4 separate regions of the Mus musculus genome follow, and all the other regions are linked to region 1. Evidence: chromatin contacts called from public Hi-C, HiChIP or PLAC-seq and capture Hi-C data. All regions are on one chromosome and are shown on one strand. The core of a region is the stretch at or near the end of the contact, and the rest is flanking DNA. Distances in the headings are between cores, read along the strand shown. Region 1 holds the start of Hrh1 (histamine receptor H1). Region 2 overlaps Vgll4 (vestigial like family member 4). Region 3 overlaps Atg7 (autophagy related 7). Region 4 holds the start of Slc6a11 (solute carrier family 6 (neurotransmitter transporter, GABA), member 11).

The links. Hi-C and Micro-C count contacts between places; a contact is called where the count stands out from the background. HiChIP or PLAC-seq counts read pairs in DNA pulled down with a chosen protein or histone mark. Capture Hi-C pulls out chosen DNA fragments and counts their contacts.
Region 2: a contact with region 1 is called in an H3K27ac HiChIP or PLAC-seq map of epiblast stem cells, with 2.6 times the contacts expected there. The contact joins the enhancer-like site here to the promoter of Hrh1 in region 1. A contact is called at or near these places in 3 of 39 promoter capture datasets (the 3T3-L1 cell line, the SN4741 cell line and neural stem cells) and 3 of 115 datasets of contacts at active chromatin or transcription factors (embryonic forebrain, epiblast stem cells and pancreatic cancer cells).
Region 3: a contact with region 1 is called in a Hi-C map of forebrain, with 3 times the contacts expected there. The contact joins the enhancer-like site here to the promoter of Hrh1 in region 1. A contact is called at or near these places in 10 of 39 promoter capture datasets (the 3T3-L1 cell line, the HPC-7 cell line, cranial neural crest and 6 more), 1 of 15 datasets of contacts at CTCF or cohesin (large pre-B cells), 9 of 484 Hi-C or Micro-C datasets (the HPC-7 cell line, cardiomyocytes, cerebellar granule neurons and 6 more), 3 of 115 datasets of contacts at active chromatin or transcription factors (embryonic forebrain, embryonic stem cells and pancreatic cancer cells) and 1 of 9 other capture datasets (embryonic stem cells).
Region 4: a contact with region 1 is called in a capture Hi-C map of macrophages, with 4 times the contacts expected there. The contact joins the promoter of Slc6a11 here to the promoter of Hrh1 in region 1. A contact is called at or near these places in 2 of 39 promoter capture datasets (cranial neural crest and embryonic stem cells), 1 of 115 datasets of contacts at active chromatin or transcription factors (stem cell-derived neural progenitor cells) and 3 of 9 other capture datasets (liver, macrophages and pancreatic islet).

Annotation. Positions count from the first base shown.
Region 1 is chr6:114,396,046-114,399,996 of GRCm38.p6, reverse strand. It overlaps Hrh1 (histamine receptor H1), which reads right to left and starts at 2,061. Exons shown (of 2, transcript NM_001317125.1): 1 at 1,999-2,061. It overlaps Gm38875 (a long non-coding RNA gene), which reads left to right and starts at 2,246. Exons shown (of 3, transcript XR_869365.2): 1 at 2,246-2,344.
Region 2 is chr6:114,881,464-114,885,414 of GRCm38.p6, reverse strand. All of the region lies in intron 2 of Vgll4 (vestigial like family member 4), which reads left to right. Among named protein-coding and RNA genes, the nearest start is that of Vgll4, 38 kb to the left of the region's middle. Within about 2 kb of position 1,839, at least 243 of the 459 cell types and tissues checked have an H3K27ac peak or open chromatin away from gene starts, as enhancers often do. A contact at or near this core is called in embryonic forebrain, epiblast stem cells and neural stem cells, where this site is marked.
Region 3 is chr6:114,713,666-114,717,616 of GRCm38.p6, reverse strand. The region is part of intron 16 of Atg7 (autophagy related 7); the gene reads right to left. Among named protein-coding and RNA genes, the nearest start is that of Gm52917, 19 kb to the left of the region's middle. Within about 2 kb of position 2,291, at least 42 of the 459 cell types and tissues checked have an H3K27ac peak or open chromatin away from gene starts, as enhancers often do. A contact at or near this core is called in embryonic forebrain and forebrain, where this site is marked.
Region 4 is chr6:114,129,008-114,132,958 of GRCm38.p6, reverse strand. Slc6a11 (solute carrier family 6 (neurotransmitter transporter, GABA), member 11) reads right to left here and starts at 1,718. Exons shown (of 14, transcript NM_172890.3): 1 at 1,442-1,718. The coding sequence starts at 1,682.

The sequences.
Region 1 (3,951 bases), core at 812-3,311:
GAATTACAAGGTATCTTTGCAGTGCTGTATCAATGTGGCATGGTTAATTCCTCCACCCCCGCGCAGGGAAGAAGGAACCATGAACATCTCCAATCAAAACATGGGGAAACAGATATATGTCAACGGCGCATAAGAGACAGCATGATGACCGGACCCAGAAATGTACCTTCAACCTCTCCGCCATGCCTTGGTACTGAGGAAAAGCCACGGTGCCTCTGCCAGGCGTTCCTTGACTATAGAAAGGAGTGTAGGCAGGAGAGTTCACTCACAAATGCCTCCCCACAACCCTCAGCTCAGGGCTGGGGACCCCGTGCAGGCCACGACTGCCCAGTGTTGGGGGAGGGGTGCTAGGATCGTGGCAGGCAGCACGGCTCTGAAATCATAAATGGGGAATACCCAGGTTTTGCGGGTCTTTGACATATTTCAAAACAGCATCAGTCAAACCCTGTCTTCCACCAGGAGCAACGTTCTGGGGGCAGCTAGGTGGCCCTGATGGAAGGTCCAGCAAGTCCTGAGATACAGCAGGGTATCAACATGGGCGGAGCAGGGATTCCTAGAAAGCTACTCAATGACAGCAACCCACCCAGAGCCCCATCGGAGGCAGAAGCAGGGATGCTGCGGACCCTGTTGCCTAGCATCCCTCTATTGTTTGTCTCCACCGCTGCCAGCCACAGCACAGAAGGACCTGAGGTTCCATCCGCCTCTTGAGTCTCACTGATAATTTAAGATACAGGCAAGATTGGTTGGTACTCAATCCACTCCACCACGGACCAGCTGGGCAACTCTAAGCAATCTATTGAACCTCTCTGAGTGTCCACCTATCGCTCAATAACGGTACCTTGCATGGCTGCTGTATAAACTATGTTAATCCATAACCATCTCATAACCATGGGGGGGGGGGCTCTTTCTCTGTCTCCAAGGATTGCCGGTGGCCTTCAGGCCCCCAAGAGTGTCGGATCTCCACCTACTCTCTCCTTTTTGTTCCAGTAACACACTTCACCCCTGGTTCAGGGTCCTGCCCTTCCTCCTCCCCACCCCCCACCCCCCAATAACAGAACGCGCTCTCAGAGCAGTCAGCCTGGGGATCTTCCAGTTCCCTCAGCTCCATTCCGTCTGGAGGTGGGAGCCCCCTGTCGGAGGAGAGCCACCCTGCCTGGAGCAACCCTGTGTCTCCATCGCCCAGGCTAGCAAGCGCCTCAAAGGTGGCTTCTGTAAAGATCAGTTGTGCTCTGATTCAAGACTCTAACTTTCAGAGCAACACGGCGTAAATTGCAGAATTTGGTATCCCCTAACGCTCTCTGGGAAAAGGCAGCCCTCAAGGATCTTCTCTGCCATCAGAACACACCCTGGCCACAGTATCAAGTCTTCTGGCTCGGCCAGGAAACGACGATAAAGCCGGCTAGGAAAGGAGGGAGCGCTGGCTCAGACGCTTCTCATACCCAGACACCTGGTTTGGGTTCCACCTAGCTAAGAAGCTTGGATTCATCCAATTCAGTCTCAAGGCTGTTCTCTAAGAGACAACTTTCCCTCCCCAAGCCTCAGTTTCCTCCTCTGTAAAGTGGGTATACTAGTAGTACCTGGGTCCCGGAGATTCAGAAGGATTTGAGATAGTGGATGTCCGGAGCTTGGCACGGAGATCGCACCTCAACCCAGAGTCTGCGTCCACGGTTAGCATCAAAGCCAAACCCTGAGGAATCTCGGGGAGCCGTTGAGGAGGCCCCCTGGCCCAGAAATCGGAGGCGGACTCTAACCGGTGAGCCCGGCCCCAGCTCCGGGAAGCCACAGGTGTTTGTGCTTACGGGCATAGCAGCCACAGCTCCGATACCCTGCCCAGGCCGCTAGAGCATCCGGCGCGCCCACCTCGTGCGGCCACCTGCGGGATGTCCCCACCGCCCTGCGGGGGCGCGGAACTCAGAGCTGGGCGTGCGCGCATCCTTGCCCTCCTCCCGCCGCCCGCCACCGGGTTCCCGCCCCTGCCCGCGCTGCGCTCCGACTCACCCGCGCCAGCTCCGGGGAAAGTTTGGCGGCGGCGGCCAGACTGCTCGGTGCGGTGGCGGAGGCGGCCGCGGGGGTGGCGGGAGCACGCGGAGGCGGCCTCGGGGGAGGAGCCGCTGAGAGGCCCGCCCACCAGCAGCCCCAGGGCACCCTCCCCCGCCCATCTTCTACCGCCGCGCCCCGCATCTGTGGCGGAGCCCTGAGCTTGGCAAGAAGCCAAGGATGGATCGGAAGCCTGGCGACAGCCCTCCGACACTGCCACCGCATGCTAACCCGGGGACACGCAGAGCCACAGACCAGACCTCAGATAAGGAGGAGCTGACAGGATTCTTCGCAAATTCAACCGCAGGTGGACCAAGGGACTAGTTGGGTTTTTGTTTTGTTTTGTTTTGTTTTGTTTGGGTTTTGTTTTGGTTTTTTGTTTTTTAAATTAGTGACACTGATTGATCCGGATCACCAAGACTCGGGAGGTTTAGAACCGCACAACCACTGTTTCTCTAGATCCTGAAGAATGAATGCGCTCTCGCCCTCTCCCTCCCTCTTTCCCTCCTTCCCTCCTGTCCTCATCCTGCAAGTGCTATGCTGAAACTCAGGGCCTTGCGCTGAGCTATCCCGACCTTGTTCAACTCTCACTGTACCATTACACTTAGGAACCTGTGCCGGCTAAGAGGAGAAGGCGAGAGTGTGTTTTTGTGTGTGTGTGTGTGTGTGTGTGTGTGTGTGTGTGTGTGTTGGGGAAACTTAAGGAACTGTTTTTTTGTTTTTTGGGTTTTGTTTTTCTGAGCTAGGAGAGGGCGTTTCTCCTTCTTTGCTAGGGAAAACCCTTTTAACATTCAATTGTGGCTTCAGATGGCAACAGTCAGGGAAGGGAGAACAACTGAGGAAGGGAAGTGGCTCCTCTTTGCTATGACACCGTGCCCCCTAGAAGGGGCTCATCCTCCCGCAGTGGTATGTAGTTGTGGGAATGCAGGCCCAGCCCTGTGTGGCTCAGTTCCAGACTTGTATGGATGTCTTAGTCCCCTCCTCGTAGCCCTGATTTAAATCTCAAACTACACCAGAAAAAAGAAGCAGTCATCAGCCCTATTTATAGATGATGGGCAGGTTTTGTAGCTTCTACCATGTCCTCACCGAGAACTGCACTTCTAGCCTACCCAGCCCAAGTCCAAAGGCCAAAGTTTTTAACACAGAGGGGCGGAGGACAAGTTAATGATGTCTTTTACACAAAGGGCTTACTTGGTAAGCACCTCGATATAGCCCTTGACCTTGAGCCTGTCTGTGCCTGCCTGGAAGGTGGGACTCCAGACTCATTTGAAATGCCCTTAGGAACCCAGGCAACAGGTGGCTGAATTCAGGTCAGCTGGCAGACCTGGGTGCCAACCCTGCCAGACCCTGACCCTCTTTGACCTGTACCTCCAGAGACCAAGGAGCCCAGGAATCCACAGCACGTTCTACTTCCAGTTGCTACTCTAGGGCCTCCATATTTACACTTTGTGGGACTAATGCACTGTTTGGAACTGAAGGAGTGACCAGGATCGCACCTGTTATAAACTGTAAGGCAAGATATTTCCTCTTCACAGCTGTGGAGTTTACAGGAGTTGGGGCGTATGGCAGAGAGCCTTGGAAATCATCTCTCTTCTTCCTGAAAGTCAGCAGCGCCCGATAACTTGGAATTCTGCTTGAGAAGGTTTCACTTCCTAAGGCCTATTATGGTCTTGTTCTACCCATGGGATTTTTAGAAAAATCAGCATTTTAGAAACAGTGTATCAGGCATTATTTGAAGCTTCTGTTGTTTTTTGGGTTTTGTGTTTTGTTTATTTTGTTGTCATTTTGTGACTGACAGAGCATAGGGTAACCTGGGCCATGTCTAGCTGAAGTCAGCCAACTACCAAGAGGTAGGTAGCAAGTGAAAAAACAAGGCTAGTCCTCTTGTCCTCCTGTCCTCCTGTCCTTCCATCC
Region 2 (3,951 bases), core at 590-3,089, 490 kb before region 1:
ACCCAGGTAGGCCTCAGGTGCAGTGGGATCCCATTTTGACCACTGGGATGTGTGTGAAATATCCACTCTAGCCTCTGAGCAGGCAAAGCCCAGGGGCTCCTGCTGAGGCCAACGCCTCGTTGAGCCCCTTGTCACCCCTGTGAGCTGCTGTCCTGGTGTGTTCTTGTGACCAGAGCTCGCACACTTTGTAGTCTGAGGGTCTTTTGTCTCTTTTTCTCTCTGCTTCCCTTGGGATCCACTGGGTGTTTACTCTTCTCTCCATGGGGTGAGTGGAGAACGTGTGAACCCCAAGCTGGGACCGTTGGTGTGAGAGAAGGTTGGAGAAAGCGTTTGAAGGACCCCGCGTCTAAGGGAGAAGCAGATCACTGGCAAGAATGGTGTTCGTGCTTCTCTGTGGGTTTGCTTAATGGGGCAGGGGAGCCGTGGCACCCTCTGCTTCGCAGAGCCATGGTTCTGACTGTCCCACATAGGCTCACTGTGTACCCTGACTTGTTCCCTGAGGCGACCCTGCTTCTTGTTTTCCTGAGTCCCTTTGGTCCCGTTGTGTGTGACCAACATTAAGACCGAGCTGAGCGGAGATTGAGCAGTTGGGCACATGTTGCTTCCTTAACTTTGCTCAACTGAGATTGGAAGTCAGGGAGCCTTCCCAGGGCAGCTTGTCGGCTGAGGTGTTCTGCAGAGGTTGTGGACATCCTGTCACTTAGCGTGAGGCCGCTGCTAGAGAGGGCTTCTCTGTGACAGCAGCCATTGAGTGCGCTGGGTACCAGCCGTGTGCCGAATCATGGGCATGACCTTGTGTCCTCTTGTTCTGGGACATCCATGTTCCTGCTCTCCCCCTTTTAAGACAGCAGCATGGGACCTCTGTAACCCTGTGAGGGTCCACCTCTGGAGCAGCGTGGGACCTCTGTAACCCTGTGAGGGTCCACCTCTGGAGTAGCATGGGACCTCTGTAACCCTGTGAGGGTCCACCTCTGGAGCAGCATGGGACCTCTGTAACCCTGTGAGGGTCCACCTCTGGAGCAGCATGGGACCTCTGTAACTCTATGAGGGTCCACCTCTGGCTGGTGATAGCCACGGCAGGCTTTCCCACCTTCCACCCCCAGCAGCTGCCTCACAGTGGCAGCTATGGCACATGCCTGAGTCTTAGCTCTGTCACGAGACTTTATTGTTGTACCTTTTGGACAGATTGACGTTTCAGGACAATCAAAATGTAATTGCTGGTACTTTGGGGTGGGGGTTACAGCTGCTCATGATGGCCCCACCCACAATGGCTGGCCCCTCCCATATCAGTCACTAATGAAGAACATGTCCTACAGGCTTGTGTAGAGTGTGATCTGGAGGCATTTTCTTAATTAATTAGGGTTCCCTCTTCTCAGATGGCTCTAGGGTGTGTCAAGTTGACATAAAACCAGCGCACACACACACACACACACACACACACACTTTTTTTTTTTTTTTTTTTTTTTTGAGGCAGAGTCTCTCCCTGAACCCGGAGCTCACCAGTCATCCCAGTATCCCTGGAGGTATTCTGGTGTTTAAGGAACTGTTTTACAGCCAAGATCTTAGTTCCCCTGAGCAGAAACTCAAAAATCAAGCTACTGCTAAGCTGGGATCTTCTTTCCTTCTTTCTGGCTTACACGTGATTGACTTGCCAGCAGAAATTAGAAGAGAGCCTATGTCTGTAAAGAAAAGCTTCTTGACAGAGCAGTGTGAGCTCGGAGCTGGCTTGCCTGCGGTTAACTGTGCCTTTCACACTTTAGTAAGAGCTGGGGAACTAGCCTGCGCTGTGCTGGACAGACAGCTGATTTTTAGCAGTGGCCTGGGTGGTTGTGGCCACACCTCCTGGGTTCTGTCGACAGCCTCTGCTAATGAAGTGTGGTACCTTTAAGTAAAGGTCACAGGCCTGACCTGGGCTGTGTGGGTTTCTTGTTTGTGAGGCTGGAGGCATTTTCTCATTTTCACAGTTGAGCTGAAAACAAAGGCCGCCTTATCCTTGCAGGGAGCTGCTCTCAGAGAGCTGACGTCAGCCTTTTCCTGGCCGGCCTCGCCTCTGCCTTAAGAGTCTCTGCAGAGAGCTGCTCAGGCAGGCCACCATCTTGCTCCTGGCATTTTTCTGGCTGAATAACGAATAACACATGAAATGAAGAAATGCCAAGGGTGTCAGGAGCCAGGGGACAGAACAAAAGCACTGTCAACCAAGTGCAATCCTGGCTGTGTGGGGACTCGCCAGCTTTGTGGCTGTAATCGGTCCTGGGGGTTACAGAAGTGGGTCAGAACTTTGGGGAAGGGAGGCTTACCAGGAGCGAGAGTGTGTGCAGGGTCGTGTTCTAAAGGGTCACACCGAAATCAGCAAAGCAGGAGTGACTGATGCGTTACATCAAAGATATTTATTCAAAATTAGAAGGTCCCCTGCCCAGGCCCCAAGGCGTTCAGCTGGGGACAGAGAGTGCAGCTGTTTGGACTACAGATGGTTAATCTGGGCATTGCCTAGTTCATAGAACTCTTCTTGCTGGAACACAAAGCCAGCCTGTCCTGAAATAAAGTGCTGTTCTCTTAGGTCTCTGAAAGATCCAACTGAGGAAAGAGGAAAGATAGAGACACTGCTGAGGGGTTGGCCAGGGTGTGGGTTGATGGCGCCTCCCCTCCTCCGAGATCTCCTACTCCCTACTCGCTGGGCCTCACTGCAGGAGGAGGCAGGAGCAGCTCTGGTGTTTACACTTGACCAGCACGGCACTTGTCTCTTGCTTTGCTGTGTTGTTCGGTCGAAACACTTTTTATTTTTATAATATCTCCCGAGCATACTCAAAGAGCTTAAAGCTGTCCTGGGGTCTGGTGACAGAGACAAGCCTGCCCACAGGAGGGTCTGAATTCTGGAGCCTCAGCTCCCTGGCTGGCAGAGAAGCCCGGCCTCTGCTGTTCCTGCTGATTGGCTTCTTGTTGCCTCCCTTGAGGAGTCCTAAGAGATGGCCCGAGGATGCCAGGCCCAGTGGTACATACCCTATGACCCAGCACGTGGGATGCTGAAACAGGGGATTGGAGAGTCCATGGCCAGGCTGGGCTACATAGCAGTGGTCTCCAGCAAAGGAAGGGAGGGTGGGAGCTCATGGATGGTCACAGGAACAGTTTCAGCACTGAGTGTCGTGGGAGTCCGTTGGCTCTCATTAGATCAGCAAGTCAGGGGCTCAGCCACTGCTGAGGTTGTCTGAGGAGCTGCTGGGTGTACATGGCGGAATGTCTATGCAAATTTCCAGGTTCTGGGTCAGACATAGTTTTCAGCCCAGAGTTTCTCCAAGGGAAAGAGCTCTGGGGCCTGTGGTAGTCTGGCTTGTGGTCCTTCACAATCCACGAGTTGAAGCCCCTCTCCTCCAGTGCGAAGGTCTTTGGAGTTCTTAAGGTTAGATGAGGTTAGGAGGTGAGCCCTGCTCATGTGGGGTTAATGCCCTGGGAAGAAGAGACCACAGTGCATTGTTCCTTCATTCTGTATGAGGATTCAGAGGAGGACAGCGAGCGTCTATGACTTGCCAGCGGTGGTACAGACGGGTCGTAGGCCTCCAGGGACTGTCGTTTAACGTGTTGTTTAGATCTGTTGTCGATTCACTGTGGAGCAAAACTTCTCTCAGAGATGTGGCCCGACATAACGAGCAGTTGATTTCAGAATTCCATTGTAAACTTTCAGACCCTCGAAGCTTAACTTGGAAAATGAAGTACCTGGTCAATTCCCCGATACAAGGCTATTGAGTGCCCCCCTTTAACAGAGGGAACTATCAGGGTGTCCACTGAGGGCCGAGAGATTGAGGAAGCTGGGCCAGGTTCCCCCTGATGCTCTGCCCACAAGGTGGCAGATTTGGGGGACACTTGTAATTCCATGTTGTGATGACTCCAGAAGGAATCTCTTTTGGCTGATCCTCCTATGACCCTTCTTTTTGTGTTCCCCTTTCTACCTTGGGAGCC
Region 3 (3,951 bases), core at 1,042-3,541, 320 kb before region 1:
CCCAGGAGCCAGGAAAGGATAACTACCATGGTCAACTGTCATGGGCAACTTGGCTGGACTTGGAGTCACCTAGGAGACCTGTGGGCATGTCTGTGTGGGAGTTTTCAGGCTACAAAGAGGGGAGGCCCTTTTTGGATATGGGTAGTACCATCCCATGGGCTGGGGTCCTCGACCAAATACAAAGGGAAAGACGGAGCCAGCTGAGCACCAGCATTCTGAAGGCATGGCTTTGAGAAGGATCAGAGGAAGCAGACTTGTTACAATGCTTGTCTCTCAGTGAATAGAATGCAGGCATCCTCTATCAGTAGAATCCATCCTTATGCTTACTCTAAATCCTTCCTCCCCGGCCCTTACCCCAGCACTGCGTGTCAGGCAATAGAACTCACTCTTGTTGTAAAGGTCACAGGTGCTTTGCCAAAAAGATGTACATTGCAAGGGAGTTTCAATGAAACTATCCCTGAAACGTTGTTCTGATAATTGCCACGTGGAGACTTTCCCTCAAAGTTTTACTGTTTTTAAGTGAGCAAGAAAGGTAAACCCTGAGGTCAGACTCTGGAGGTTTCTGCCCCAGGGCCTGCTAAAGTGCTGCTGACCTGGGCTCATTCTTCACCTCAAGTGGCTGTTCCCTTGCTGGTGGTGAGGCTCGCAGGGACCCTCACAATCTCAGAGCTCTCTGCTTCCTGACTGTGGACACAATGGCATTCGGTCTCATGCTCCTGTTGCCACACCTTCTCTGTGCTGGCCTATGAGCTAGAACAAATCCTTCTCTTAACTTGTCTCTGGCAGATATTTTGTCATCAAGATGAAAAAGTCACAAATCCAACAACCTGACTTCCTTTCTTGCCTCTCGCATTTCCCCTGTGTGTGATGCACATGTATGGATGGAGGTCACACCAAACACACACACACACACACACACACACACACGCACGCACGCACGCACGCACGCACGCACGCACGCACGCACGCACGCACGCACACACACACACACACACACACACACACACCATGTAAGACTCTGAGTATGTACAGAGGCAGGACTTCTCACCAGGACCCAAGGCTCTTCGGTGAGGCTGGTCTAACTGGCCAAATGCTCCAAGAGTCTCCTGCCTCTTCCTCTCAAGTGCCAATGCTGGGGTCACAGGCGGGCTGCCATGCTCACCCTGCACTTACATGGGAACTAGGAACATGAAGTGCGGTCCTGGAGCTTGTGTAACAAGTGCTTTATCCACTGAGTCACCCCATCCCACTCTCACATTTGAGTCAGGGCCTTACTATGTGCCCCAGAGAACCTTGAACTCTCAACTCACCTGTCCCCACCTCTAACTGCTGGGACTACAAGCTGTGACATCATGTCTGGTTATTATGGTCTGAATAAAAGATCCAGGTGGGTGGGATATCAATTAATTGCTGAGAACTACAATGAAAAAGTTTTCTGCCAAAGTCCCCTAACCGAAGGGCACATACTATAGGACTCCGTTTTCTCTAAGTTCCAAGTGTGACAAAAGCTTCCGTGAGTCGGGAAGAGCTCACCCGTCTGTTGGAAGGGCCATCAGGAGAAGCACACAAACACACATTTGTGCGCGCGCGCGTTGTGTTCACTTTGTGAGTGCTTGGATCATTCATTTAGTGACTTGGGACATTATCTGTATGTGATTCATACATCAACATAATACATTTTTTGAGAAAGAAACCCCCTCTTCATACACAAAGCAGCTTTACTTGCTGCCTGCTTGCAGTATCTATCCCCGTGGGTTGGGCCAGAGGCCAAAAATAAATAAATAAATAAATATAAGAAAAAAAAGTTTCAGCCCAAAGAGCCTGCTCTCGAAGCTAGTGGTTTTCCACGGTTTTCAAGGCTAGCACCAGATCTCTTCAGCTCTAACATTCAGCTGGGGACTAATCAAGGTTCTCACTGTTCCTAGACAATATCAGAACAGGCCAATTTGCCTGGGCACTCATATGGAGGGACAGAGCAGGCCAGTGGCCTCCCAGGACCCACTCACAGGACAGCAAAGAAGTCAGGGAATGCTCTCCACCACTCACACTGGTGTTGGGGGTGGGGTGAGGGCTTTCCAGGCACCACACTCCACAGGGAGAGATTAATAAACGCTCTCCTTGGGGCACTGAGAAAATGAGCCAGAACTTTACAGGTCATTCTTTACAAGCAAAATACACAAAGGGACTTAGCCAGCTCCCCTCCAACAGGAAACCATTTGTCTCTGGAGGAGGGAGAAGAGAAGAGGAGAAGGAGGGGGTTGGAAGAGGGAGAGGAGGGGGAGGGAGGCAGAGGAGGGGAGGAGGGGAGAAGGATGCTGAATCTGCCACCAGGAGATGATGTCCCCTAATCAGAGCACAGTCGTATAAATGGTCCCCTCTACTTGAGAAAAAGAAAAAAACCAAAAAACAAAAAACATTTGTTTAAATGGGGACTGAGCATTTCTGATTAATTCTAAAGTTCTTTCTCTTCTTTCTGTTTTAGAATGTTGCTAAAAATAAAGGCTCAAAACTTGAAATAAGTAAGCCACACACACACACACACACACACACACACACACACACACACACACACACACACTTTACCATATACGGTGGCATTATTCTTCAGCTTTTGAAAAGGCCAAATGAAGAGATGGCCAACAACCAAAATAACCCTTCAGATAACTGCAAAGGACGAGAAAGCTGGAAAGCTTGGTGAATGGCAGGCAACTGCCAGGCTCGCTTGTTGGGGATGAATTCCCATTGAGGGATGAGTTGCCATAGCACTTAGGAAACATAGGCACACACATCTGACACGGCCACCTGTCTAGGGAGGGTGTTTTGGCCCCTGGCCTCAGCACTAAGAAAGCAACAGAGGCTGCAATTTAACTTAAAGGAAGAAACCAGTGCAGGGGCATGTCGGGAATTTTAATTAAGGCCCTCCTCAGCATGAAGTCTGTAAGAGAGATGAGGAGAAGGAAGGACAGGGCAGGAAGAAAGGCAGGATGACCTGGAGGAGATGGGAAGGAGAGCAGCCCAAGCTAGCCTGAAGGTCCGCAGCCTTGTGTGTGGTGGGGGAGGGGTGGTTACCACATTGCCAGGGGCTGCTGGGAGTGTGTATGGGAAACGACTGACATGTTCAGGTCATACAAATGACACACCTGGGGTTTACGGAGGGAAGCCACCTTTTCTGGGGCTCTATGGTTTCCAACGCCAAGGCAGAGGTACCCCAGACCCTTGCTAGAGCCTACTTTGCTGACAGAAACAGGTTAAGAGACAGCAGGTATAAGGCAGGAGGTGGCACAGACGGAAGAGACTGCACAGAGGCAGGCTGAGGGGCCACTGTGACCAGGGCTCTCCAGCCACAGGAGCTCTAGAAGAACACCAGCCATGGTGCCAAGTCTGGGCTTGGATCACAGCTTCACCAGCTCTCTCCATGTTGGTGGGCTAGCCTTTCCTTCTACTCAACTGTCCTCACTGGAAAGCGCCAGGCACAGGGGCTGGGTGACTACTCAGTGGCTGGGCACATGCTTGGTATGCATGATGCTGGGTTTCATGCCAGCACCAAACAAATACATTGGTTGGGCAGGGACTACGGTGAAGGGACCCCTCCCAGCTATGGGGCGGAATGCACAGGACTGTGGAGAACAGCTCCCCAAACGTGACACTAAAGCAGCCCTTGTTACTCCAAAAGGCAGTGAGCAGACTGAGAGACCAGGACCTGTGGGCCTTATTCCATCTTCCCAGCCTCAGGCATGGACCCTGCAAGCAGTGGTGACATGGCTAACCATCTGCCCATGCTTGCCCAGAAAGGCTTTCTGCCCAGGTAGGGAGGGCACTGGGCACTGAAGGTTAGTCAGCTTATCCATACTCTGGGCTGTTGGGCTGGTATTTATGAGCCTGGTCTCCATGCCTACCAGGGAGCTCACTGTGATCTGTAAATGGGAAGATAAGGCCCTGAGTAGTTCTGAG
Region 4 (3,951 bases), core at 469-2,968, 270 kb after region 1:
ACAATTTGTAACAAGGCTTCTGATTTACCCAATTTATCTCCATTTTCTACTTTTGCCAAATGCGTCTTATTTAGGCCTAACATTTCCCAGATGAATAAAGATGTTAAAATAGTTTCTGCCCCAAACTATCCTAAAGGTACAGCTTTTCCTAAGCACACATGGTAGCTTCTGAAGGCTCCGTCTGCACAGTGAGGCAGGGCCTGCCTGAGGGCACAGGGTGCATTTTGGGTCTTCAAGTCTGCAGCCAGCTGTCTCCCCTTGCCAAGCCACGGACACCACTGGCCACTTCATTACCAGTGCAGGACAGGCCTGGAGCAGCCTGTGCCTTCAGGGTGAATGTCCCCAAAGAAAGGGCCTGAGCCAGGCAGTGTGGTTCGCAGGCCCCTTAGCTGTTTGTACAGGAAGCCCTGCACTGTCCCTGCCAACCAACTTCTCTATCACCTTTTTAGGGTTTGAGATTTTTTTCTTGAAGATTAGGGGTAGGACAGGGAGGAGAAAAAACGCCAACACAGGTCTTTTCTGAGAGGAACTGTGCCACCACAGGCTTTAATGGGACCCCTCGCCACTCTGCCATCCTACTGTGATAGGAAGGGTGTGGAAGTTTGAGGGGGATGTGGGGGTGTTGGGTACCACTCTGAGATGGGGACCACAGCTTCATTTCTTCCTAATGGCACTCTGTGATGCTGTCGTTGGAAGGGATGCTGGTCTTCCCCGTCTCACACACATCAGCGTGGTTGCAGTTGTTGTGGGTGAGTCTGAGCCCAGTAAAAGAAACTGCTTGGTGCCAGTTTTTCCTCCAGAGAGGCCTAAAATACTTTCCCTAGAAAGGGCCTACTACAGAGGGGAGCAAGTGGCAAATGGCCGTCCAAAAGTTCTCCCCCGGGGGTCAGCCTGATCCTGCACAGAAAGCTTTTAGAGTCTGAATCTCACTCTCAGCAGTAGTAAAACAGAGAGTTTCTTAGATGCTTAGTACCATCGTCGTTGAGATCCATAACAGCATTCCCTTCCAAGGTGACTGACTGTGAGACGATTTAAAAATTTACAAGACATGGCTAACGCTGGGCCCCTATTCCTGGCACTTCGGCGACCTCTCTAAAAGATTGCTCAGATCAGTCTCTTCCTGTGAGGACAGGGAACATCCGAGGCTAAATAACAGGTTTCTGCCTAAAATACCAGTGAGAGTGGCCTGAAAGCAGAGCTCCTGGGCCAGGTCTGTCCCTCACGCAGGTGACAGACGCTGCTCTGGGCCCGGTGGCAGGTGGCAGATGGTGGTGCGCTCAGGTGCGAAGCGGGCTCTGTGCACGCAGGCGCAGAGAAACAGGTGGGCCCCGTGCAGTCCCACAGCTCCTGGGGACTGGGAGGGGGGATCGGGGCCATGCACGAGAGGTGTCACCCCACCCCAGGTGTCGCCCCGCGTCCCCGCCATCCCCGCCGCGCTCACCTCCGCCGTTTTTGTAGCACAGGTAGGGAAAGCGCCACACGTTGCCCAGTCCGATGATCTCTCCAGCTACGCTCAACACGAACTCCACCTTGTTGTTCCAGTGGCCGCGCTCGTGGACAGCCTTGTCGCGCGCCTCGCGCGTCCCCGCCGCGCCCCCGCCGCCGCCGCCCAGCGTCTCGGACCCCCGCGCCTCCTCGGCCGCTTTCCCGTTGCCCAGGGGCAGCGCTTGCTCCGCAGTCATGGCCGCCCTGCCGCCTCGTGCGCCGGCCCCGGCTCTGCGCCGCCGCCCCGGGCGCCCGGGCTTTTGAGAGGCTCGAGCGGCGGGCGGGGGAGCCGGGGGTGGAGCCGAGGGAGCCGCCCGGGTCGGACCGCACGGGACGGGGACACGATGCCCAGGCCACCTCCTGCCCGCTTGAATCCCGGGATGGTAGGGGCGCTGCAAGTCCAGTGACTTGACCTTGTGCGCCCAGCGCCTCCCTTAATACCTTGACCTTGCGCCCACCTGGCTAACTCAGGGCACAGGGTTTGCCCTGCAGCCTGACTCGCTGGCTTCTGAGTGCAGGTAACAGCAGAGTTGTTATCCAGGCCCAAGTGGGCTATGAGTGCTGCACCTGAACTTCTATCCCCTCTCTGTGACCTTTCAAAGCTTGGGCCTCAGTTTTCCCATCTCTACTCAGAGGTAGATGGGCAGCTCTAACTTTTGAAGGGCGAACAGTTGTGTGTGTAGGGTTCAGTTGCAGGGGCCTGGTGAGAATACGGCCGGGGCATGAGATGCAAAGTCCTTTTGAAGCTCCCTGGTGATGGTAGCTGAGCTGTAGCCCCAACCCCATGCCCAGTACCCTCTACCCTGGAGGTCTCATTCCCCCCTCCCCCTCGTGGCCCCACTCTACACACATATGAGTCTCAACAGTGTGGCATTGAGTACGGACATCCAGCGGCAGGAGCAGGCAAGTCTAAGCTGAGTATCCTGCTTCACCTACGTGAGCTGTGTGACTTTGGCCAGGCTCCTGAGACTGCAGTTTCTCAGTTTGCTGTTCTGCAAAAGATGCTTCCAATATCACCTTCTTAGGTTTGTACTGCTTGCTTATTGTTTTGTTTGGGTGAAAGGATAAATGACAAGATGCTGATAAACAGTCTTCCTACAGTAGAGACAGTCAATGACCATGCACCATGCAGTATGCAGACATGCATGTCCACGTCTGGCTCAATACGTCCCTCCTCTCGGTTGTACAAACAGCATACAATGTCCTACAATAATGGCAGAGAACTTGGCGAAATATGCTATATAACATGTACTTAGAAAGTATTTGTAGATAATAAGGTCAAGGATATAGCTAAGTAAAAAGTCCTTGCTGATGATGTGTCGAGCCTTGGATTTCATGCCCAGGACCGAGCTGAAGTCAAGGGTATGGATAGAGATAGAGTCAGGGGTATAGGTAGAGAAGGAGTTGTTTTGGGTCGGATGACACTTGTGAGTTGACAGCTGGCCCTACCTGTGGTGCCCCTGGTGGAGGAAACTTTAAGAGGCAGAGCCTTAAAGGAGGGTCTTCAGGTTATTGCGGGCATGGGTTGGCCAGGAATATGGGAGCCCACCATCCTCAGGTTGGTCTCTTCTGCCATCCTGAGGTAAGCCTTCACTGTCCCATGACACACTTCTGCCTGAGTCCAAACTCAGGGCCTCTAGGAGGCAGTGCCAGATCCACACTGTACACTGCTTCTCGGAGCTATGTGCTGCCGCACTGAAAAGCTGACTGACCGACAGATGGAGGAAGGAGAGGCTGATGTCACGGTGGGTGTGGGCAGGTCCATGCTTCTTACATAGCCCTGGAGCAGACTCCTTGGGTTGCCTGGGTCCCTCTGGTCCCAGGGCTCCTGGGTCCCTGCCCTGTGACCCTTAGACACAACCTAGATGCCCTTCTTCCAAGCTCACATTTCTTAAAGAAGTAAGTGGAGTGTTGAATTAGTCTTGGAGGACTAGGCAGCAAATCCTGGTTCTTGGGCTTCTCTACCCACAGCCTGCCTGAGCCCTCTGTGGATTCGTGTACCTTCCCCTCTCCCTGCAGTTCCCACTCTTGTGATTTTTATGCCACCACCTCCTGTCCCCCACAGTCCTGATTGCTTGTTCTGATCTGCTTTTTCCCAGCCTCCAACCACTGAACTAAATACTGATGGTTCCTACACCAGGTCCAGGTATTAGAAAGCTCAGGGGAAGGTCTGACTTCATGCCTAGTCTCTGCCAGCTGCGATCTTTGTCAATTGGACACAAGCCAAGGTCATTTGGGAAGAGGGAACTTCAGATGAGATGATATCTCCAGTAGAAGGAATGCCCTGTGGGTACCTTTTCTTCATTTATGATTGAGGTGGGACAGTCTGGCTCACTGTTGACCAGTGCCACCCCTGGGCTGGTGGTTCTGGGTTAGCTAAGAAAAGCAGACTGAGTAAGTCAGTAAGCTCTGTGGCTTCTGCTTCAGTTCCTGCCTCCAGGTTCCTACCTTGAGTTCCCGCCCAGC